Linked DNA regions of Mus musculus: region 2 is linked to region 1. Evidence: chromatin contacts called from public promoter capture Hi-C data. All regions are on one chromosome and are shown on one strand. Each heading gives the region's core, a stretch centred on a gene start, on an enhancer-like site or on the middle of the called end of the contact. The rest is flanking DNA. Distances are from core to core; before and after follow the strand shown.

Region 1 (6,933 bases), core at 1,605-4,104:
AAGTGTTTTATTTTTAACTATGCACATTTGTGTGGGTACACACATGTGTGTGCAGACCAGAAAAGGAGATCATGTTCCCTGGAGCTGGCTTACAAGTGGTTGTGAGCCATCGGCAGTAGATGCTGGGAACTGAACTTGGCTCTCTGGAAGAGTTTTCTGTACTCTTAACTGAGCCACCTCTCCAGCCCTGAGTTTTGCAGGCTTAAACCATCCATCTTTAAGATACCAAAAGCAACCACATCTCTGGGGTTCATTCCCAGATAAATTAATATGTGAGTTGATGTTTCCATGGGGACTTTATCTTGATTTTGGAGTCATTTTGAGTTTAGGTAAATAGCGAAGCCACTGGGTCCTTCTACCTTCCTGGGTCACTCATCCCAGGGACGGTGCTGATTGGTTTTTTCCTTTCCTCCCAGAGAAGGCAAGAGTCCAGTAAATAGCAAATGTAGGTTTCACAAAAGTGTCTCATGGTGGGTTAGAGGCAAGGCTTGCCTAGAAAGTTTGAGTCTTCTGATCAAATCTTAAGTCATGTTCTTTGATATCTGAAAAATCAAAGATGTGTTTGACAATTCTGTGTGCTGTGATGTTTGAGAATTTCATGTCGTGGGTACCCATTCTTCTTCTGTAGTCCCGGCCCTGGGGAGGTGGAGGCAGGAAAGATCAGGAGGTCAAGGTCATCTTGGCTACCAGGTGAGTTAGAGGCCAGCCTGGGTAGACCCAAAACCCTGTGTAGGGAGGAGGAGCGAGTGGAAGCTTAGCAGGGAAAAGCACTTGCAATCAAGCCTGAAGACCAGGGTTCAAGTCCCAGGATTTACATGGTGGGGAGAAGAACCAGCTAAGGCAAATTGTCTTCTGACCCTCATATGCAAGCTGCAGGGTGCACCCCCCCCCCATACACTGTCCTACACACACACACACACACACACACTCACACACACACACACACGCAACATTAAAAGCTAATAAAATAAAAGTAGTCATAAGGGTACTCTTAACTCAGATTTAAGATACTGCTCAAAATTCTCTCCGATACTTAGAGATCTTGTGTCTTTGGCTGGTGGGATTTACGTGTGTGGTCTTCCCCGCAGAGTTGAGTATTGTGTGAAAACTGAGCATGCTCCAGCTATGGATTCCAGTTGCGCTTTCCAGGTGACTTCCAGTGCCGCCTAAAGTTGTCACTCGCACCCAAGAGATGAGCAACTAAGTCAAGAAGCTTTCCAAAGCCAGGGGATGGGGAGGTGGGGGAGGGGTGGAAAGGCCAGTGTGAGCCCGCACCCCTTTGTACTGCACTGTCAGGTTGGGTTTGAGACTGTGCATTTTAGAACTGAGGGGCATGACAGCAAGTGGGGATGGGGTGGGTAGGAAGGGACCCTACCTGGGTGCTTTATAGTCAGCAGGACGAAGAGGAAGGAGGCAGCCACGCCAGATAGACTATACCGTGGGCAATCCACCATCCTCCCTGGAGCAAACATAGAAGAAAGTACAGCTGTGATTACCCACCATGCCTTGCAGTTTCTGCATTGGTTTTTGTTTGTTTTGTTTTGTTAACTCGACAGAAGCTAGAGTCATCTGAGAAAAGGGATCCTAACTGAGGAACTGCCTCCATCAGATTGGCCTATGAGCAAATCTGTGGGGGAATTTTTCTTAATTAACGATTGATGGGAAAGGACCCAGCCCACTGCGGGCAGTGCCACCCCTGGGCAGGTGGGCTTGCATGATGTAAAAAAACAAGCTGAGCAAGTCACAGAGGGCAAGCAGTGTTGCTCCATGGTCTCTGCCTCAGTGTCTGCCTCCAGGTTACTGCTTGGGTTCCTGCCTTGATTTCCCTTCATAGTGGTCTGCCAGCTGTAAGATGAAATTAACCCTTTCTTTCCTAGGTTGCTTTTGGTCTTGATATTTATCACAGCAATAGCAAGCAAACTAGGACTTCTGATGGCTATGCTATCTTAATAGACAACTAGCACCAAACCTGTCATCATCAGATCATGGCCTGGCCCCGTTCTTTTCAGTTGTTGATCACAGCTGACTCACTCACTCACATTTGAACTCTCACGATGGAGTTACACTGTACGTTATCCCTTAGGCTCCCCCTCAGGTCTCACTTAGTCCAGTTGGCTTCTAACTTGCAACACAGCCAAGGATGACCTTGAAGTCCTTCCTCTACCTCTCGTGAATCCTGAGATTGAAATTCCATACACCAGGAGGCAGATACTGAAGAGGATGAGGCAAGACAATGTCTGGTTTGAGGCCAACCTGAGCTGAAGGAAGTTTTTTGATTGGAAAGAAAAATCAGTCCTGAGCTAAAGAGACAATGATGTTAAAAAGAGGAAAAACTCAGCTTGTTGTGGTAGCTCACTATAATCTCAGCACCCAGAAGGCTGAGGCAGGAGGATTGCCATTTGTTGGAAGCCGGCATTGGCTATAGAGTGGGAGTCTGTCTCAAAACACTACTCTCTAAAAAATGTGCAGTGGAGATCAACAGGAAGTAAGAGCCATTTCCTGACAGGATGCTGACTCTACCTACTTCCTCATCTTAGTTGACTCCTCCCCACCCCACCCCCACTCCCATGTCCATCCTTCATGAGAGACTCTCCAAGCCACTCACCTGTTGCTCTTTCCTTTAGGGTGAAATGGAGGCTGTTGGTCTCACCCAGTCACAAGTGTGTCCTTCATTCACATAGCAGGTGTCTAAGGACAGGAGAGCATAGTGACTGGTGATGGAGCAGGCAAGGAAAGTGGAAGCGTCACCAGTTTGCGTGAAGGAAGATTTGAATGGTGTCAATCTGTAGGCAGAGTTGAGTCCCCGAGGGTCAGTCTAAAATGAGGCTCCAGTCAGAGCAGCACATTTACCTTCTGCTCAAAAGTGAAACTCAGAAGGAAGGCAGGTGGACTTTGGGCTCTGTTCTGATTCATCTAGCCTTCTAGACACAGTGATAATGTTGACCCTTATCTCTTCAGAACACCAGCACGCAGGCTGGACCCTGCTCCATGCCCTGTCCAGCAGGTAGGTGACCTGACATCTGGCAGTGGCCTAAATCATGGCTACTTTGTCCTGTCCTTCAGCTTGCTGAACTTCTATGATTCCCCATCTAGGGCCAAGCTCTCTCACAACACGGAGTCTGTGGACCCTCAGAGTGCAGAGCATGACTGTCTATCAGATACTCAACCTTCACCCTACTGAGTAGAAAACCAAGTCTAGGAGGGGATGTTCCCTGTCCAAGACCAGAACATCAGGCCAAGGTGCCTGTGTGTTTTTTCTTTGTTCTTTCTCTTTTACTGGAAAACAAAGGCTTCACCCAAGAAATGTAATAAGCTTTCTGATATAGCGTGTGGGTACAATGAGCATGGCTAGTAATGGAGGGCCTTGGACACCCCTGTTATGTGCTCTTCTTTCTTCAGTCCTTCTTGGGGATCCCCTAAATTCTCTTTCACACTATTGAGGGGTCTCCAGATCCACTTTCAAGAGCTGGGAAGAGCAGTTTTAAACTTATTTAGAAGAATGTTTGTTCTTCATTGTAAGAGCGTAACAGCACAGCATGCAAGGCAACAGTGTAACAGCACAGCATGCAAGGCAACAGTGTAACAGCACAGCATGCAAGGCAACAATGTAACAGCACAGCATGCAAGGTAACGGTGTAACAGCACAGCATGCAAGGTAACAGTGTAACAGCACAGCATGCAAGGCAACAGTGTAACAGCACAGCATGCAAGGTAACAGTGTAACAGCACAGCATGCAAGGTAACGGTGTAACAGCACAGCATGCAAGGTAACGGTGTAACAGCACAGCATGCAAGGCAACAGTGTAACAGCACAGCATGCAAGGCAACAGTGTAACAGCACAGCATGCAAGGCAACAATGTAACAGCACAGCATGCAAGGTAACGGTGTAACAGCACAGCATGCAAGGTAACAGTGTAACAGCACAGCATGCAAGGTAACAGTGTAACAGCACAGCATGCAAGGCAACAGTGTAACAGCACAGCATGCAAGGCAACAGTGTAACAGCACAGCATGCAAGGTAACAGTGTAACAGCACAGCATGCAAGGTAACAGTGTAACAGCACAGCATGCAAGGCAACAGTGTAACAGCACAGCATGCAAGGCAACAGTGTAACAGCACAGCATGCAAGGTAACTGTAACAAACAGCAAAGCATGCAAGGTAACAGTGTAACAAACAGCACAGCATGCAAGGTAACAGTGTAACAAACAGCACAGCATGCAAGGTAACAGTGTAACAAACAACACAGCATGCAAGGTAACAGTGTAACAGCATAGCATGCAAGGTAACAGTGTAACAGCACAGCATGCAAGGTAACAGTGTAACAGCACAGCATGCAAGGTGCTTTTCCCTGATTCTTCCCTCTCAGGATTAGGGAATCCTGCTCCATCTAGCTTGAAGCTACTGGTCTTGATGAAGGCAGTGAGTCTAGACAAGGTCCCAAGTGCGGGATGGGAGGACTAGATATTAAGAAGGATACAAGGGCTATTTCTCCCTCAGAATAGAAGGATTGTTCCCTGTCTGTGATGGTTATTTTCTTTTCCTTTTCTTTTCTTTCTTTTCTTTCTTTCTTTCTTTCTTTCTTTCTTTCTTTCTTTTCTTTCTTTTCTTTCTTTCTTTTCTTTCTTTCTTTTCTTTCTTTCTTTCTTTCTTTTTTTTTCTTTTTTTTTTGCTTATTTTATTTTGTTTTTTTTTTGTTGTTTTGTTTTTTGTTTTGTTTGAGACAGGGTTTCACTGTGTATCCCTGGCTGTCATGGAACTCACTCTGTAGACCAGGCTGGTCTTGAACTCAGAGATCCACTTGCTACTGCCTTCTGAGTGCTGGGATTAAAGGTGTGGACCAGCATCTCCGGGCTTTCTAATGGTTAGTTTTAGTTGTCACCTTGACTCAATGTAGAGTCTCCTGAGAAGGGACTCCCTGTAACTATTTTTTTTCAAAGTCTATTTTTAATGATGGTTCTTAAATGCTTTAACCCCTCCCTTCTAGCCTATTACCCACCAGGGGGCAGTGGAAAATAAAGAATATGGGGGAAGTGGACCTGTTTAGAAATGGTTCTTTGGAGCAAATCCCATCTGTGTTGTCAGGCACAGGTTAGCAGTGGCAGCTCGATCCACTTACAAACACTTCTTGGATACACCAGTAGTCAGTTTGGTAGAGTCTGGATAGCAAACATGAATCAGCACCAGTTGCACTGCCTAGCAGAGACAGCGGGCCTCAACTTCAGCACAAGTCAGCAGGAGGGACCCAGAGGGATGCCAGGAAAAGTCCTTGGCTTCATCTCTCTCAGCAAAGTGAAGATGAGAGACCCCAAAAGCATTACGTAGCTAACTCTATAAGCAAGCCAAGCTCTGCCTTTACCACTGTCTGCCAAGTTCTATTTATACCCTCCAAACCACGTTTCTTCCATGGGTCTTGACCTCAGCACGGGCATCTGTCTCAGCTGGCATCACTCTGCCAATCAGTCCAAGTCCGAAGAAGTGACAAGAAACTGCAGCACGTCACCAGAAGTTTTTTGGTGCATTTCTCTCTATGGAGTCCTGACAAATGCAGCTCAACTACGCAATGTAAGGCAGACCAATATGTCATTAGCGAAGACTCCTTCATCACGTATCCTTTCACATGCTTGCTTTAACAGAACATCCTTTCACTTATGTCAATTCAGCGAAATGTTCCTTCACATGTTTGCTCTAGCAAAACACCATCCAACACTTTCCAAATAATCCTTAAGTTTCCACTTCAATTCCCCAGGAAGGATTGCATAGGTGGGGTTGATCTGTGGGGGAATATCTTAGTCAGGTTAGCAGAGGTGGGAACACTACGTTCTGAATTTGAGAGTCCTCATTCATGGGCCATGAGCTGCACAAGAGTGAAAAGGTAGGGTGAGATGAACAGGCACTCACAAGAGCAGAGCAGCCATGACATCACATGAACAGAGAAGTCATGACATCACAGGAGCAGAGCACCTGTGACAGCCCAGGAATTCTTGGCCAATCTGGCTTTCATAGAAAGACCTTTCAGCAGAGATTTACCACTTGAAGTCCCTTAAAGTTAAGGAGAGCTAAAAGTCTAAAGAAATCAGTAGTTGGGGCAGGGAGAGGGGAAGAGGAAGGGAAGAGAAGGGATATAGAGAGGGAGGAGAGAGAGAGAGAGGAAGGGAAAATAGGAAACGGTGGAGAGGAAGCAGCAGTGTGTTGTGCGAGTGTGAGGTCAGTGATACTCGACACTTCCAGATGTTTAAGTTTCAGACTGGGCAGTTCTTAGCCCTGGCCATCAGTCTGTCACCCACAGAACTCTTTGCATGGTCAGTGTAAGTGCTTCTGCTTGGATGGGGATGGGGGGTATCCTGGACTTCAGGAGCCCAGGGTCCACACAGCTCTGAGGGAAGAAGGTGTCCCAGTGGAAGGGCATCCTGAGACAGGAGACCACAGGAACCACACAGCTCTGAGAGGAAGCCTCCTCAGCAGAGGCATTGCAGCTCCCAGGGGAGGGTCTCCCCAGCTGAGCTCAGGAGCTCAGGAGCCTCAGGCCATCAAATTCTCTTCGCTTTTCTCTTCATTGCTTCTTTTCTTCTTGGCTTTTTCCGATGGGAGTCACACCAGGTAAACAATCTCATGAATGAGATTTATTGGAGGATCCAGGGTATGGAGGGCTGAATCCAGGGATGACTGCCCGCTGCTCTGGGAGTGAACTGGTCAGAGAACTGGGCAAAAGGGCAGTGCTTATATAGGGTTTCTGAGGGGGCGGTGCTTTTCAGGACAGAAATCTCCAGAGAGAAGATTGGTGGGATTTCAAGTCCTGAGCTTGGGGGGGGGGGGAGTTTTCACCCCACTCCCTTTCCCCTGCATCAGATTCATGGGTTAAGGTGAAAAATTCTTCCCGGCTGCAGCTGGCGTTTGCTGAGGCGCCATCTTTGTGGGTCTGTTGGGGAGGGT
Region 2 (6,933 bases), core at 2,071-4,570, 1.2 Mb before region 1:
ACTGTTCCCATCAGCTGCTGTAGGGATGCGATTCAACTGCTGTCTTTTGTGCTTGTGGCTTTGATACAGGATCTCTCGCTGTAGTTTGGATTCCAGTAGGTGCAAGCCCATTGTATTTTTAAAATTAACATATATATACATATATGTATATGTTTATATACATATAAAATAATTATATGTGTGCATGTGTATGTATATATTTTGTCTGCATATACACCTGCACACCAGAAGGTGGCATCAGACAGTTGAGAGCTGCCATACAGATGCTGAGAATTGACCTGAACTCAGCACCTTCGAAAGAGCAGTGAGTGCTCTTAGCCACTGAGCCATCTCTCCAGCCCCTTCTTTGTATTTCTCTCTTGTCTTTTCCTGCTACTGCATATATCTGAGGGTCTTGTGGATCTTGGACTGTCTTCAAAACTGTTCTATGGCTGTGCATGCCAGGGAAGCTCTCTGCCAACTGAGCCACTCCCTTTTCTCTGCTGAACCAGGGTCTCCCGGATTCCAGATGGCATCTGACTTGATGTGCTGTTGAAGATGAACTTGAACTGCTGAACCCTCTGCTCTGCCTCCACTTCCCTAGTGCCAGCATTACAGATGTACATCACCATGACTGGTTCATAAGGCTTGTATTAAAGCAGGGCAGTAATGGCGCACACCTTTAATCCCAGCACTTGGGAGGCAGAGGCAGGCGGATTTCTGAGTTGGAGACCAGTCTGGTCTACAGAGTGAGTTCCAGGACTGCCAGGGCTAAACAGAGAAACCCTGTCTCGAAAAACAAAAACAAAAACAAACAAAAAAGACTTAAATAATTATTCAGCATTAAATTTATAGTACAACTATAAAACACAGATATTAAAGTTAAAAATACTAATTAGATATGGAAAACAAACTTTTTATTTATTTTTTTATTTTATGGAAGTACACTGTTACTGTCTTCAGACACCAGAAGAGGGCATCAGATTCCATTACAGATGGCTGTGAGGCACCATGTGGTTGCTGGGAATTGAACTCAGAACCTCTGGAAGAACAGACAGTGCTCTTAACTGCTGAGCCATCTTTCCAGCCCTGAAAAGCAAACTTTCATTGAAAATGCATCTGTAGAGGCTGGGAGGAGTCGGGTATGGTGATGCATTCTTTTAATCCCAGCACTGGGGAGACAGAGACAGGTGGATCTCCGTGTGTTGGGGGCCTGCCTGGTCTACACAGTGTCAGGACAGCTAGAAATACACGGAAAGATCCTGTACACACACACACACACACACACACACACACACACACACACACCCCAAAACAAAAAAACAAACAAAAAAGAAGCTGGGAAGAACTGTGTTTCTTTACTGGGCAGGTTCCAGAAGAACACCCTACCCAGGCTCAGTGTGGGCCAGAGGCCCTGTTCCAGAAGGACCTTGAATGCATCCAGAATGGAGTTCCTTAAAACAAACTGCCTAGCTGGGTGGTGGTAGCACACGCCTTTAATCCCAGCACCCAGAGGCAGAGGTAGGTAGATCTGTGTGTTTGAGTCAGGCTTGCTCTACAGATTGAGTTCCAGATAGCCAGGGCTACACAGAGAAACCTTGTCTCTAAAACAAAACAAACTACTCATACACCCTACGGGTTTACATGTACCACCTAGGGCAGACAAGCCACAGCCATTAGAGAGCGGCAAGCTTTCTCTTTCACAGGAACACCAGAGGAGCAAGACCATGGGTCTGCATACCCTTGTGATGTGAAATTACGTACTTAGCCCTCCTCCCTGCACAAGTGCAAGACAAAAAACACACACCATTTCTAGATCTCTGCAAGCTAAGAGCTGAGAGGAACGCGACTGAATATTTAAAAACCTAAGCAACGGTAAAAAAAGCAGACTAGATTCAGAAGAAAACGTGGCTTTTATTTTTCCATTGGAAGCACCATCCTGATCGACTGTCAGTTCCCAGCTAAGAAAACCAGGGGGCAGCAGAGAGCACAGAGCTCAGGCTCTGCCTAGAAGTCCAGGTCTAGACAAGCAAGAACAGGCTGAGTGAGGTAGGAGTGTGCTTTCTGCTGATCAAGAGAAGCGAAGGGACAACATAATGACTGAACAGGGACCACAAAGTGGAGGGAGGGGGGGTTGCAGAGCATAGACACTTCCAACATAGAACACAATTCAAACAGAGACTGAGGAAGGGAACTAAGGGATTAGGGAAAATTGAGATTCTAAGCGGGCAGCCAATGAAAAAGGTGGGCTTTGGTGTGCTCTGTGGAGGCTCACGTTCCCTAGGGTCCCCTATCTATACTCTTCCTGGGGTGGGTCAAGGTCTGGCTCCTCCTGAGATTCATGGTCCATCTCAGGGGCAGGAGGCCAGGGGTTTTCTGGGGGCTGGGTTCCTGCTGGCCAGGGGTCATCAGGCAGAGGAGGTTTAGGGGGATCAGTGCTTGGGGGCTTTGGGGGCCAGGCACCACTGTCAGGAAGATCTCTCCAGGGACGGTTGGAGCCTGGAGGCGGAGGTTCATCAAACAAAGGAGGCGCCCCAGGCCAGGGATCACCAGGGATTGGGGGTCCCAGAGGCAATGGTGGGGAGTCCTCCTCTTCGTGGGTGTCTGTAGATCCGGGAGAAGGGTCGCCATTGCCTGAAATGCCTGTAGAGGAGGAAGGAGAATAAGAGATACAGTCGCAGAACACTTCCCACCCAGCTTCATACCCAAAGGTTGAGCCTCACTTAGACTAGCACAGCCTGAGCCCCAAAACAGATCTCAGAGTGACCCCCAAAGTGCTCTCCATACATTTCCCAAACACTGAGGCCATCTTCACACGGTGTGAAAGCCCTAGGCTCATCCGGACCACTGACACGATCATACTTCCAAATGGTTCTCTGTTCAACCTTGGTTGGGATACTCCACTGGAACCTCCCCCAGGGTGGTCTGCACTGGAAGTGGTCTTGGCCCCACCTGTCACTCAGGCGCCATCTCTGTAATAACCAGCCCTCAGTCCCAGTGACTCCCTAGGCCTGGTGACTCCACACAACTCTATCGCATCCCTCCACCTGACCCAGCAACATATTCAGAATCAAGGTGCCCCTGCCTGCAATCCCCTGAGCTTCCCCACTAAGGACACTCCAAGAATCCCTTCTGCTCTGCGTTCCTCTTACTCCTTTCCTCCTGGGGGCGTCCCCTCCCTAAGGGTGGGTCATTTCGACCATCTCCATCACCCCAGCTGTGCTCCTGGCCTATTCTGACGACTCACCTCCTGCACACAGGCAAAGGACCAGCAGGCCTAGCAGCTTCCAGGTGAGCATCATGGCTGTCTACTGGCCCCCAAGGCGGGGTGCTCCGAGTCTAGGTGCTTGAGAACCTAAGAGGCTTTATAGCAGAGGAGGTAGAGGGGGTGGCCAGTCTGTGGGGAGGGGCCAGCTCAGCACCCTAAGGAATCCCTACCAGAGCCTAACTGGTCAAACCCGTTTACAAAGAACCTGCCAGTAAGCATCCCTCTTTTCTGTCCCCCAGTCCCGGGGGCCGGGGGCAGCCGGGTCTATCAGTGACCCAGACCCCAGGAGGCTCCACCCTTGTTTTCACACCTCCTCCATCCACACCCGGCAGGAATCAGGACCCACCTGTCATCTTTATAATCACAAGGAAGGCTACCTTTCATCCGTGATAGTTATTGGAAGCCACAAAATGGGGGCAAACCTCGCGTGGGGAAGCTTGGTAATTAGAGGCAGAGGCGGGACGCCTGGGTCAGAAAGCACCCTCTAGACTGGCATCTCAGCCTCGGAGCTCCGTCCCCCCACTCCCCTCTGGACCATGCTCTCTGGCATGTCACCTCAGTCAGTCACTGGGAACTTCCCAGGCAGTGACATCTAAGGAATTCCAGGGGGAGCCACCTGGGTGACGCGGGAAGCCAGGATATCCTGGTTCCTGACCCCATGCAGAGGTGACTGCATCAACACCAAAGACTCAGGAAGAGCTCCCCTCCCCCACCCCTGCCCTTGTAACCCTAGAAATCTTCCTTCTTCAGGATGGCCCTGAGCATCAGGGTCCTTAAGACACACCCACCACCACCACCACCACCACCAAGAGAGATTGCTTCAGAAGGCTTGAGAGTGTCTGGACTACAGCTCCAATCCCCACACATCTGTCCCCACCTGGTCGGTTTGGGATTCTACTTATGGCTGATCAGGGAAACTTGGTTTCCACTTGATAGCCCTGGCCCCAGAGCATCCATCTTGATCCTGGACCATCTCCCTCAGGCTCCCAAGGTTTTAACCCATTGTTACTCTTCCTCCCTCCTCTCACACACAGATTTTTTTTCTTCTTTCCTTTCTTTCTGGTCTACAGAGTGAGGTCCAGGACAGCCAGGGCTACACAGAGAAACCCTGTCTTAAAAACCAAAAAAAAAAAAAAAAAAAAAAAAAGAAAAGAAAAGAAAAAGAAAATGTGAGTGTTTTACATACAAGTGATGCACAGGGAGGTCAGAAGGCATTGAATCCACCAGAACTGGAGTTATAAACAGTTGTTCGACTCCATGTGGTTGTTAAGATTTTAATCTAGATCCTCCGGAAGAGCAGCCAGTGCTTAGGACCACTTAGCCATCTCTCCAGTCCATCCCAAAGCCCTTCTGGAACTGTGCCCTGCCCCTGCCAGGAACCCCCTGCCGTCCATCACAGTCTGGAACTGTGCCCTGCCCCTGCCAGGAACCCCCTGCCGTCCATCACAGTCTGGAACTGTGCCCTGCCCCTGCCAGGAACCCCCTGCCGTCCATCACAGTGGCCCTGGCCTAGGACAGCATCTGCTGAGATTCCTTGAATGTTGACTGTTTAGTATCTTGCTCCAGGCATTCATCAACACCCAAAGAAAGTGAGGACAAAGGAAACTTGGTCTGGGTAGCAGTGGCACAGGCTTCTAACCCCAGCACTGGGTGTGTGTGTGTGTGTGTGTGTGTGTGTGTGTGTGTGTGTGTGTTTGAGTATATGTATGTGTGTGTGTGAGTGTATGTGTGTGAGGGTGTATATGTGTGTGTGTACGTGTGTGAGTGTATGTGTGTGAGAGTGTGTATGTGTGTGTTGGGGGGGTGCACAACACAATAGCAGGCAGATCTCTGAGTTTGAGGGCAGCTTGATTCAAGGAGTGAATTCTAGGATAGCTAGGGCTGCACAGAGTTCCTGTCCTGGAAAAAAAAAGGAGGAGGGGGTAGACAGAGAGAGACAGAGACAGAATGAACTTGGGAAGCAGGGGCAGGTGGGTCTCTGAGTTCAAGGTCAGCCTGTTCTACATAATAAGCTCTAAGGCATCCAGGGCTACTAAGTCTCAAAAGTCAAAACAAAAAACAAATAAAACCAACAACAAAATCAAACCAAACCTGGGGTGGGGGAGGGGGCTTGGGGTGTGGGGGTGGAGGGCTTCTCAGAACACTTCCAGGGCAGTTAGGAAAGAGATTTGGAAAGAGGCGCCCGAAGGGCAGGGGTAGGAGGACAAGCTTCTCACAGCCCCTGCCTCAGGAGCCGGCTCAGGGGAAATCGCAGTCTCTCAAACATCTCCAGGCAACACTATTGCCATCTTTATTCATTGCAGAGTTTGAATTTGGTAGAAGCTGGGGTTCCAAGGCTTGCTGGGGGGCAGGGCTAGGCTGGCCCCCACCCCATTTCCTCCGACCCAACCCTCCTGGGGGTCCAGCTTCAGGCTGGCTTCATTCTTCCCCCTGGCAGCTCTAGCTCAGCAGTGGATCTGAAGGAGGGTTCTTGGTTTTCTTGGTGTTCTGGTTATCTTCCACACAAATATCTTCATCTCTGGAAATGGCCTCGCTCAGGCCTTGCAGGTTATCAAGCAGGACGGTCAGGGAGCCTGATAGAAGAGACATCATGGGGTGCACACCGGGGTGAGAGCAGGCTGCATGTTGCCCAGGGCACGGGGCTGCACTGGCTAGGAGGCCCTGAGGGAGATTCCTGGGCACTGGCAGCACAGATTAAAGGCCAGTGTATTCTACCTTTCACAGATTCCTTGCACGAAGCAGCTGCCGGAGACTCAGAGGATGAGGACTCCACAGACCGGGGGCTGCACTTCTTATTCACTCCCGAGGGAAGCACTGCTAACAGGCGCTGCTGCTTGTAACAGAAGAGGAGACCCTCCTGCTTCAAGGTGGCCTGGGGAGGAGAGGGTGAGCCGGCCGGCCCAGGCCAGCCACCCGCCCCTGCACACCTTACTCACCCACCAGCTACCGTGACTAGCTCCCTGCTGTCCCCTACCAGCATCAGGTTCTTGTCCCTCTCCAGCTCCTGCACACGCCTCGTCAGCCGCTGACCCTCTTCCTTCCGGGCTTCATCCTGCAGGCGCCTGAGCTCCTGGTTGCGCTCCTTTTCCTGAGTGGCTTTGTGCTGGATCTGGCGCAAGGAAACCACTAAGGAGATGGGAGGGGGTTAGCCCAGAGCCCCAAAATGAGACTTGAGCTCTCAACTCTGTCTCTCAGGGACTCTTCCACACCACGGGTGGGCTGATGTCATGGGATCCTGAGCTCTCTGAGCCCTAAGTACTATCTCCATCCCTGATGCAAGCTCCTTAGGCAAGATGTGGACAGGGGCGCCGGAGTCACATCTCCTATAGTTAGTGCTCATGTGACCTGTTGATGTTGTTTTGAGACAGGTTTCCCTATGTTGTCCAGGCTAGCCCTAATCTATCCTGCCTCTTATTTTCAAGTGCTGGAGTGACAGGCAAGTGCCACCATGTGTGGCTAGGGCTCATGTTCTTACGACGCTAGGTATCACGATTAGATAATTTTCTGGCTGTGGGGTGTGCAGCTAAACCATCATGTCTGCTGCAACTTACACAACTCGAATGCCTACTCGTGTAACCATGGGAGCACAGGCGAGCCAGCAGGGGTGTTGACTGTGTTCTACTCAGGGAAGACATGGACATTCATCCTGCTCCTCTAACTCATCCAAGTGTTAAGTTTCTGGGGAG

Evidence for each region. Promoter capture Hi-C pulls out the DNA fragments that hold promoters and counts their contacts.
Region 2: a contact with region 1 is called in a promoter capture Hi-C map of liver, with 3 times the contacts expected there. The contact joins the promoter of Psors1c2 here to the promoter of Btnl2 in region 1. A contact is called at or near these places in 2 of 39 promoter capture datasets (both in liver).

Annotation. Positions count from the first base shown.
Region 1 is chr17:34,350,743-34,357,675 of GRCm38.p6, reverse strand. It overlaps Btnl2 (butyrophilin-like 2), which reads right to left and starts at 2,854. Exons shown (of 9, transcript NM_079835.2): 1 at 2,606-2,854; 2 at 1,376-1,459. The coding sequence starts at 1,454.
Region 2 is chr17:35,529,588-35,536,520 of GRCm38.p6, reverse strand. Psors1c2 (psoriasis susceptibility 1 candidate 2 (human)) reads right to left here and starts at 3,320. Exons shown (of 2, transcript NM_020576.2): 1 at 3,227-3,320; 2 at 1,874-2,622. The coding sequence starts at 3,281. The coding sequence ends at 2,270. Cchcr1 (coiled-coil alpha-helical rod protein 1) reads right to left here. Exons shown (of 18, transcript NM_001372297.1): 16 at 6,222-6,373; 17 at 5,963-6,077; 18 at 5,506-5,820. The coding sequence ends at 5,687.